2 separate regions of the Zea mays genome follow, and region 2 is linked to region 1. A link is a contact called in public Hi-C data. All regions are on one chromosome and are shown on one strand. Each heading gives the region's core, a stretch centred on a gene start, on an enhancer-like site or on the middle of the called end of the contact. The rest is flanking DNA. Distances are from core to core; before and after follow the strand shown.

What was found. A called contact is a pair of places that touch in the nucleus more often than the background predicts.
Region 2: a Hi-C map of tassel shows a contact between it and region 1, with 1.8 times the contacts expected there. The contact joins the promoter of LOC103649968 here to the promoter of LOC100274069 in region 1. A contact is called at or near these places in 3 of 25 Hi-C or Micro-C datasets (ear, leaf and tassel).

What each region holds. Positions count from the first base shown.
Region 1 is chr3:38,071,127-38,076,470 of Zm-B73-REFERENCE-NAM-5.0, forward strand. It overlaps LOC100274069 (Transcription factor Pur-alpha 1), which reads left to right and starts at 3,054. Exons shown (of 5, transcript NM_001148448.1): 1 at 3,054-3,409; 2 at 3,513-3,560. The coding sequence starts at 3,080.
Region 2 is chr3:38,390,006-38,395,349 of Zm-B73-REFERENCE-NAM-5.0, forward strand. LOC103649968 reads right to left here and starts at 2,714. Exons shown (of 12, transcript XM_008675662.3): 1 at 1,723-2,714; 2 at 845-1,626; 3 at 132-362. The coding sequence starts at 2,502.

The DNA.
Region 1 (5,344 bases), core at 1,804-4,303:
GAAGTAGTACGCTCTGAGATGGTCCTTGGCCTTCCCGGACTTCACCAACATGAAAAAATGGCGGAAGAGAGAGGTGCATGGCGCCACCCTCACGAACATCTCGCACAGGTGAGCGAAGATGGCCGCCTGAAGGATGGAGTGGGGTGTGAGGTGCTGGAGCTGGAGACCGAGATCCTCCAACAGTAACATGAAGAAGGGCGAGATCGGTAACGCCAACCCGCACGAAAGGTAGGAGACAAAGTGCACAAACTCCCCGGCGGCGAGATCGCCGAGGGGAGTAGCGCCAGCCCGGATCCTCCAGGCGTGCGCCGGCGCACTCCATTCGAGCAGGCGGCGCACCGTGCCGAGTGTCCTCTCGGTCTGGTAACGCTTGGGAAGAACCAGCGAGTCCATGGCGACTACAGCGACGAAAAACAGAAAAATGCGAGTGCAGCAGAGGCGCAGAGGACTCGGAGGTGAAAGGGCGCAGTAGTTGGAGAAAGTGCGAAAGCGTAACTTCTAACCGCGGGATGAATCCCCTTTTCAAAGAGGGCTCTCCCACTCGCGCCCCAGGAAATCCCATCCGACGCGCACCTAGCGCTCGCAGTGACCCAGTCCCTGACATGGGGGCCCGGGTCCACATGTCATGCACCTGGAGAACCGGCCTCTGAGTGTGGAGAAGGCGAACCGTCATCCCGGGAGCAAACCGTCGCGCGCGACCGCACGTCGCCTAGGGGCCGCTGAGGAATATTTTTAACTTAGGCGGGGGCAACGAGACGCCCCACGCACAACCCGACAAAACCGCCGGGCGTGGGGGCCACGTACCCGTCAGCTGCGGGGACAGACGTGGCAGGCGGCATGATCGAAGGCGGGTTGGCGGTGACTATGTCAGCAAGTGCCCGAAACTGGCACGCCAATCACCAATCAGGCTTTGGCCCCACCTGCAGGCTTGTAACCTCCCCTGAGGTGAGCCCGGGGGCCATTGTCGGTACCCTAGAACAGGGGTACCCCTACTATAGTATGAAGGTGCGGTACCCGCACGTTTATCTCTAGACACGTGATAAGCAGCGCCCGACCCCACCACGTGGGCGACTCCGGGGCCGCCACGTGACCAGAAAAGGTAACATATACCATGATATCGTCAGTGGATCCGGACCCCATGGGAAAGTGCCGGACCCCAGCATACATAGCCCGGACCTCCGGGTACGACCCAGGACCTCCACGTTCCCCCGGATGGGACCCGGACCCCTCTAAGTGAGGTCCGGGCCACCCACGGCAAGGTTCCGGGATGGAGAATACCCTGGCCTAGGTCAGGGACGCACAGGGGTCCGGCGTAGACACTTGCCAGGGCTTTGTCCAGTGCGCTTCTGCTCCCCGCTCAGGTGGAGACCCGATGATGCTACATGGCCTATTGCCCGTGACGTAAGCCAGCGGGCGGAGCTTGACGTAAGGCCTCTGGGCCACGCGATCTCTGCATTTATTGCGGAAAAGACGCACCGCCTGTCCGCCCTGCTGACAGGCGATGTGCCGCCTCGGCATTTAATGTGCCCCGTCCACTCCGCTGGCAGGCGACAACCAAACCACCCTACAGGCGGCGTGCCTGTCCAATCAGACAGCGGGCAGTATGCCCATACCGCCGCGCGCGCGCCATGGTCATCATGACTTATACGATGCCAGGGAAGCTTCTGCTGCACGCCAATGCTACACAAGCAGCGGATATCGAGGCACAGGGAGATTGCACAAGGTGACTGACATTAGTTGCTCCGGGTATTCCATCCGTTATGTCCCTGGGCTCACATGTCGGGGTTCAATGTCTTTGTACGTGCCCCCCTTGAGCTATAAAAGGGAGGGCACGCGACACACAGACGGGACAGAGACTTAGACTCTCAGATCTTAAGCTTCCACAGTAATCCAACACACAGTGGAGTAGGGTATTACGCTCCGGCGGCCTGAACCACTCTAAATCCTCGCGTGTTCCTGAGTTCATCGTTCATCTACCAATAGGCAAAACGCTTAAGCCCCCTCCTCATCTTAGAATTTAGAGCGGGTGCACTCCGCCACCCGGCCGGAGAATCCCTCTCTGACACCGTTTGCATGCTAATTTTCGGTCACATGCAGATTCAATATACCTCTCGCCTATGCCCCTCTCTCTAATAACTCTCTTATTTTTGGTACTTTACGTACCTTAGTGTTTATCTAAAGCCACAACAGCTCATGTGGACAACTTACATCGAGATAGAACCTTTAGTTGGATTTAGGATTGTATATATATAAACCTTCCATATACTGCTATTTATATTTTTCGTTCTATAATTAGAGCTGATTCTATGAAGAAATCATTAATGATTAGTTCGGTGACATGAGAATTAGAGGATAATAAGGGAGGAAATTTCTTACTATTCAATTTTAAATAGTAAGAGCTAGTTTGGGAGCTCGATTTCCTAAAGGATTCATATTTTCCTGAGGGAAAATAAACTACTTTTTTTTAGAAAAATGAAAATCTCTTAAAAGAAAGAAGTTCCCAAACCAGCCTAAGAGATTTCTTCCCTGGTCCCTTCCATCCTCAAACCAGCCCTAAATGAAACTAACCAAACACTTGATCCTACATTCCAAGTGACAGGCTGACCTGATCATAATACTGAACATCGAGTTTCATTGATGATTCAAACTGGCTCTAGTTTCTATGATGTTCGTCAATCGGACACGAGAGAACCAGTCCCAAAAGAGGAATAAAAAGTGCCCAAACCTTACACAGTCCAATCATGTCAGTGAGAGTGAGCCCGCCAGTACCGGGTCGGCATGCCACGAGCGCGCGGTCAGCATCCGCAGGTACAACACGCACGCACGCACACACGAGCACTCCCAGCCCATCCCGCCCACCAAGAATCTACCCGACCCACCGGTTTATGGGCTCCGCTGAAACAGTAGCCCACACGTCAGTCCCTTCCACGACACCCAAACCGGGTCGCCCACCGTTTTCGGAGTAAGCCCCACCTCGAGATCTATCCCCGTTTCCAACCTCACATCCCCTTCCACTCGAGCTCCTTCGTTTAAACCCAAACCCTAATTGCGACCTCCGTTCCCCCAAAACCCTACGGCCATGGACGGCGGAGGCGGTGGTGTAGGGGGAGGCGGAGTTGGGGCAGGTGTCATGGTGGGCGGCGGAGTCGGGCCGGGCGGCGGCGTTGGCGGTGGCGGCGACGTGGAGCTCGTCAGCAAGACGCTGCAGTTCGAGCACAAGCTGTTCTACTTCGATCTGAAGGAGAATCCGCGGGGGAGGTACCTCAAGATCTCCGAGAAGACCTCGGCCACGCGCTCCACCATCATCGTCCCCGTCGACGGCGTGGCCTGGTTCCTCGACCTCTTCGACTACTACATCCGCACCGACGAGCGCGACGCTTTCAGCAAGGAGCTGCGACTCCAGACCAAGGTATCGGCCCGCTTCCTACGCGATTGGCCCCGTTCTTCCGCTGATTCTCGTGCCTTTGTTGCTAATTTTGGTGTGGCTTAATTATGCTCATTGCGTGGTGCAGGTGTTCTATTTCGATATCGGGGAGAACAAGAGGGGCCGATTCCTCAAGGTGACGTAACGTTCTCTGTATGACCGAGTGCAGTTCCATATTTTCTCTATCGTTTTGTGTGTTGGTACGAGAAAATTGCCGAATTGGGGAACTTCATTATTTTTGGAAGCTAAACTGTTTAGCTAGAACAAGGCGTAATTTGTCGCGCTAGAACAGGATTTGCTTGTGTGAATTTAATAACTGAAAATGTCCTATTGTTCTCTTCAGATTTTCATTGGTTCAAAACATCTGGGTCTTAAATGAGTATGATGTATTACTGACTAAGTTTGCCATTGCTATGGAGCATGGGCCCATGTGTCAGAAGCACGGTCTTCCTTGACCAAGGCTTGGGTTCATCAATATGTTAAATGTCCTAAAACGATGTGTTTGAGGGTTACTTCAAACTGTGGAAAGGTTTAGGTCCTATTGGCACAACCAAAAGATGGATGACCAAAATGGGACTTTCCTCTGTAGTAGCTTTTCCCGTCGCAGGTTTTGGTTTCTGCCATCCTGGCAATTTCACTTTTACTGCTTGTAACTACCAGTTATTTGGGTTTTTTTTTAAATTGGTGGCCTTAGTTTTGGTGGTGTACTCAACCGAGCAAAGTAGTATCTTGTGTTTGCCTTTAGAGGCATATTCTGTTGTGTAGACTGTAGAGCATTCTGCTCGTGCAGAATTACCAAGTATTAACTTCTTAACTACTCCTTCCAGTGAAAAATTAATTATGTTTTTGACAAGATCTGATCCAGCTTTTAAAACATTGACTTCAATAACTTAAATTATTTATTTTGGACACCTAAAAATCATGTGTTTTGTCATAAAAAAAAAACTCTTTTTATAATTACATAAATTTAGTATTAAATAGTTATCAAAGTCGCACCTTGCAAACCATTATAAAAGTAAAGAATACCAAAGGGAGTAGAAATGGCTGACGTTGTGCTCTAGGTTCACCACCAATTAGTGTGTCCAACAGGTCTTGATTGATTTGGAGAACTGGAGATAGAAAGATAATCAGGATTGGTTGTTTTTTTTTCATTTAGGCCATTTAATTGTTGACCAAAATGCACACCTGACTACGTGACGGTTTCCTAATTTTGAATTGTATGGATGATGCTGTTTGCTTATGTGTTGCTGTTACATTGATTTTGCTATTTTTTTATTTACAATAGTTTTTTCTGTAACCAGTGATATTTTTATTTCTGGAGTTGCGAGTTTATATTCAGATTTGTTCTTGAATTTTAGCCTGGTGTAGCACTTGAGGTTCCAAATCCAATGAAAAAGGGAAAATAAAGCTTGCTTGGTCAATATTTGTGTTTTTGTGGCAATATCCAATATATTTTTTATACTGGTAAATCGATAAAGCAATTTATTTTCTCATGGGCCTTCTATAAAACTTTTCAGTTTTTTTCCCATGATTTTTATTAAAAAAAATGAGTTACAACCCTGAATGCTTGTGTCTTAATTTCATTGGAACAATATATTTCAGAAAATAGAGCTACCTGTTCATAGTTTCATGTTGAAAATCGAGTATTGAAGATACCAACAACTGAAACCAACAGAAAATGGTATGTTGCTGTACTTTCAGCAAAAACTTGATGCATGCTGCATGTATTTGCATTATAGACCACATATTGCATTATAGACCACATATCTGGGCTCTCCATTTGGACATTATTTGGATTAAAAATCTCAAGACACTCCTTGATGCATGCTCTTAACATAAAAAGTCTTATATTTTCAGATTGTGGCTCCAAAATCCAAATAATGACATATGATATTCTCTGATAAAATGTTGCATTTTACC
Region 2 (5,344 bases), core at 1,464-3,963, 320 kb after region 1:
TAGTAGGATGTTTCCTTGGATTTCCTATAAGACAAAATACCATTGCTGCAAAATTGTCTGAATAGATTTAACATGAATACAAAGTTACAAACCCCAATAGTTTAGTGTTGAAGTTTGTGCATTGGTCTTACTTGGCGGCTCTGGCGTGTGCCTTGAGAAAACTGGAATCAATATCAATGGCTTCTTGACAATCAGATAGGGCATCTCTCATCTTACCCAGAGACATCCGAGTAGCTGCTCGATTGCTGTAGCACAGCATTAATGCTTTTCTTGAAACTTCATTTGGAGAAAAAGAATCAATCCCATGGGTATAGCATTCTTCAGCCTTAGTTAACAATCCTTCTGCATATGCTTGGTTTCCCCTACAACAAAATACACAGCTTAGCTTTAAAACATTGAATATCATAAAGAACATAAAGCCCAAGCCATCCCAACCAGACGGTGTAATAGTACCAGTGCGGGAACTGCAGTAATTACAGTACCTTGTGAATGAAGCGCAAACAGTAAAGCCACTCAATCTCCCTATAAAACTCAAAATATGTTTCTCTTTCTGTTATTTATTAGTCAGAAATGTTCCTAGCAATCTACCATGCATGGAAATCAACTTTTTGACCCGCAATCCAGCAAAACGTTTTGTAATCAATATTTCGAAGTAGAGATAACAAAAAAAAATATAACCAACAAACCAATTGCTGAACTGTAAGAAGTCTATATAACCGAACTTCTAAATGGCTTCACAAGGTGTTCTGCCACTACTTGAATAATTTGAGTGGTTCAACCCTTGCAGAAGTGCATCCTAGCTAAATAAGTTGAAGGGTGACACAAGAGTAGGTCATGCAGGTACCTTAATCGCCATGTTTCACAATTGTCATGGTCTCCAAAGTTTTCTGATGTTGAGCATCTGGCTCCTCTGCTGATTGCAACCCTGTTAGGTTCTATTTTGTTGTATTCAGTCCACTTGGCAGCTAAATCCACACATTGCTGACTTCCTGAGACTTCTGAGCATGCGAGTCCAATGGCGGATGAAGGGAGACTTTGAATAGAGCTAGCATGATTACCCATTCCTCCACTTTTTTTCTTGTTATGTCGTCTTTGCGGGTGCAACATGCTTTGATGGAAAGTTGATGCAGAAAATATGAAATCGGATTGACCAGAATGTTCCGTATTTGCTGCAGACGTAAACTCTGCTTCAGCATGCCCACTTTCTGTTGTTTGCAAAGAGCTACTGGCTTCTTTCAAATTTAACTTTTCTTCAGGAGACACTTTTTTAGAACAATGCCCGCTTCTTGAGACTGATTCAAAAGAAGCTTGGTTTGCTGAGGACTTATTTGGCATAAAAGCTCCTCTGTTCATGCCCATACCCTTAACCCCTCCTTTGTTCCTATATGGTACATTTTGGTCGTCAAAGGTGAAAGATTTCTCATCAAATGGCTGACATTCAACAAGTTCTGAGGCTGGTACTACTTCAATATTGCAAGGCACCTTTATGGAAGAAACCGTCACGATCCCATCTTCAGATCCAAAGCTAGAGGTTATAGTATCCGGTGTTTCCACCGTGGTAGAAATTTCACAAGGTTCCGAACCTGGAAGATCATTGTCACTTGAACCAAACACATGCTTTGCATCCTGCAAAATGAACTTGATGCAATTTCCATCTTTAGAAACTGAAGTATTTAGCTGTTCAGAGTTACATGTTACAGTTTCTTTATCAGCTGAATGTACCTTACTGGTATTAGTTTGAGTTGCATTGGTAGCGAAGCTATTGGACCCAGCATGTCCACCAAAAACAAAGAAATCATGGTGGGCATTAGCATCATGTCCAGAATTTCTACTTTGATCCACAGAATCTTGAATGGGCAAGCTGTCCCCTCTCTTTGCAAATTCAATGGGAGCATTCTCATCAGTGCGGGTTGGTGAAGCTAATGATCGCATCCCCACACTCTCGCATTGTATGGTTTGAGACGGGACTCCACGTTCTTCATCGAGGTGCTCAGTCTGATGGTGAATAGAATCCAGAGAGAAGCCCTCATACAAAGTGGAACTGCATCCACGGGCCCCAAAGCGACCACCGGAGTCTGTCACTGGAAGCGTACCTTCTCCTCCGGGAGCGTCAATGTCGCTTGGCCTGCCAGAACCGTCCAACGCGAACCTGTGAACTGCGTACGAAAGTTCAGCCAACGATGCCTCACCGGATCCAGACGAGAAGCTCCTCCTCATCTCCGGCGCACCGGCCACGCCGCTCCCGAACACAAAGTTGGCGTCGCGAGAGGCGCTCCAGGAGGCCACGGAAGGATAACGCTCCTGCTGGGAAAAGGCGGAGGCCGAAGGACGGCGCGGGAGATCGATCCCGGAGCGCCAGCTCCCGGCGGTGGGGTGGTCCGACCGGAAGGGCGCGGCATGGCGCCGCGTCCTCGCGGCGCGGGGCCTGGGGCTTGAGGCAGCCGGGATGGTGGGGAACGGGGCAGAGGCGGAGATAGAGAGCTGATCGGGCGCGGGATCCATCGGTGGCAAGGCGCGGACGTGCAGCTCTGGGTGGAGGAGGAAGAATTACAGCGGCGGCACGCCGGGGGAGCGGGCGGCGTTCTCCGGCTGGGCTGACCGGTGGGTCATTGTAGGAACAGAGAGAGAAGCGGTGGGTGGGGCCGTCGGGGTGGGGAGAATTGATCTGATCCCATGCGGTTGGGTTTGAATATCTGGAGAGGCCAGCAAAAGGCAGAAAAGAACGATCGTGCTGGCACGGACTATTATGGTCACCAACACGCTAATCGCTGTCATGGGATCCCACTTCCGTCAGCAATTTACAATCTAATCATCTAACCACGGATAAGGTCCATTTTTTCCACTTGCTAAAGTTTAGACCCTATTTGGAAACGAAATTTTCTCGTATCACAATATTTCAATGACATGGTATACAATATATTGTGACACGATACTATAATTTTAGTAAAATCAAAATATTTCTTCATATATAGCATTATTCGGTACCACACTTTTTGGCTTATATAAATAAGCAAGATACAGCTTATGAAAGGCTGCACTTCAAATAAGTTTGTTGTGATCGGCAAAACAATCAAAAGTAGTTCCAGCGAACACTTTTTTCAGAGATACACTCGAAATTCCATTTCATAACTGAATTCTTTTGTAATAAAACTCGTATGAAATCGGAGTTCGCTGTTCTAACCTCTAGTTCATGTCACACATCACAGCTACATTATTCTGTCTACTTTCTTAGTATTGTGTGGCTCAAGTAGCACCTTCAATTCAATCGGTACGTTTTTTCTGTCTTAGAGGGAGTTGGAAGTTTGATAAATTTATTTGTTGGGGACTTGTGCTCAAATGCTAAGAGTTAAGAACAAGGCAACACAAAAAATGTTAAACGTTAAAGTCCTTCGTCCTTCGAAGCATTATTCCACTTGGAATGTAATGATTTTCGGACGAAGGTTATGAAGGACATACCTTCGTAAACATTACATATCATAATGAAGAAGGAATTACATAAAATATAAAAGATAACATAAACAATTATGTATTATCATCAGCTCATTTCTATTTTATTGCTATGAAAAATAGAAATATATCGAGTTACAAATATACCTTTGACTTGAAAGAAGGTAAAAGTACAAACGTGACGCAAAAGTAAATGCAAGTCAGCGTGAACAGTACAGGGTTACTGTTCATCTATTTATAGGCACAGGACACAACTCATGTAAAATTACACCTATGCCCTTTACATCTGCTAATAACTCTATAATAATTCATCGAGGTCTAAATAGTCTTTTCATCTTTAAGTCAGTTTCCCTTTCCGCTATCGTGTCGAAGCTCTTCTACACACAGCTTTGGCTCCGCGCCATCCTTCGTACCCCTTCTGTGCTTCTTCACGTTGTGGTTTTAACTCAGGTCCGAAGATATCTGTTCACACATTGTACTCCAGAAATATTGTTAAATCATGTTTTTGAGGACCTTCGGAAGCCGAAGGCCCCCAACAGTAGCCCCTCGCAATATTAATTTGTTAGAATGATAAATTCAGATTGTGATATGGACGAAGGCTCCGAGCCGAAGGTCCGAAAAAACACCTTCCCTTTGCTAGAATAGCCACAGCCACTGACAAGCGGGACCCTTCAGTTTTCGACGTACTCGGCATATAAATAAGAGCACATCGCGGATTCATTTGACACACTCCCTTGCCATCTGTTTTTGCTTGCCTAATTTTTAGCCCTTGCGCACCAACACTTTCTTGGCTTTGAGTTTTTAAGCTTCATATTCGAGAGCAGTTTTTCATCACCTCCGAAGATGTCTCAAGATAAAAAAGTTGTTGCTGAAGCGAAACTGAGCCTTTCTGAAGAGAAGAATCTTGGTTTTCTTAAATTAATGGCAAAGACAAATACAGAGAAGATTACCAGGGAGATTTTGGAAGGCTTGTCTGAAGATACTGGTGATAGCGACAGTTTTGATGTGGAAAGTGGTGGAGAAGACTCCGAAGATCGACCTTGGCGACCAAGTCATACAGTTTTTGGAAAATCAACTATTAAACAGAGTCATCTTGACAATATGAGGGGAAGATATTTTCGGGACATGTCTATTGTAAGGGCTGATGACGGAGAGAGGACTGTGTCTACTCCCGAAGAGAATGAAGTTGTGATCTTCCGAAGCTTTTTTAAGGCTGGGCTTCGGTTTCCATTAAGCAAATTTGTGGTTGAGGTCTTAAAGATTTATCAAGTTTACCTTCATCAAATTACGCCCGAAGCAATCATAAGAATGGGAATCTTTGTCTGGGCCATGAGGAGCCAAGGCTTGGAGCCAAATGCAAAAAGCTTTTGTAATCTACATGAGCTAGTATATGAGACGAAACCCTGGGGTAAAGAGCAATATCATAACAATTTTGGCTGTTATAGCTTCGGTGCCCGCTCTGGGTCAAGCTGTCCGGTGCCAACTTTTTGAAAGAGATGGCCCGGGGACTGGATGAAGGAATGGTTCTATGTGAAAAACGATTTGAAGGCACGAGAAGATATAAAAGATATCATCATGCGCCCTATCTGGCAGCGTTTCGGACTCCGGAAACCAAAAGTGGAAATGGATGAAGCAGCCGAAGAATGCCAGAGGGCCTTCGGCATAGTTTGCTCTTTCATCGGGACGAGGGACTTAGTTCAAGAGCACGTGGCCTACAGGATATGGCCATTGGTAGCTAACTGGCAAATACCGAAGGAAACCATCAGCAACCCACACAAAGGTGGTCTGGTTCGACTAAAATATACCTTCAGGTTCGTAGACCAATTTATCGAGCCAGACGACGATTGGTTGAAATACGTTGAAGCTACAAGTGATGAAGTGCTTGGACCGTACTCAA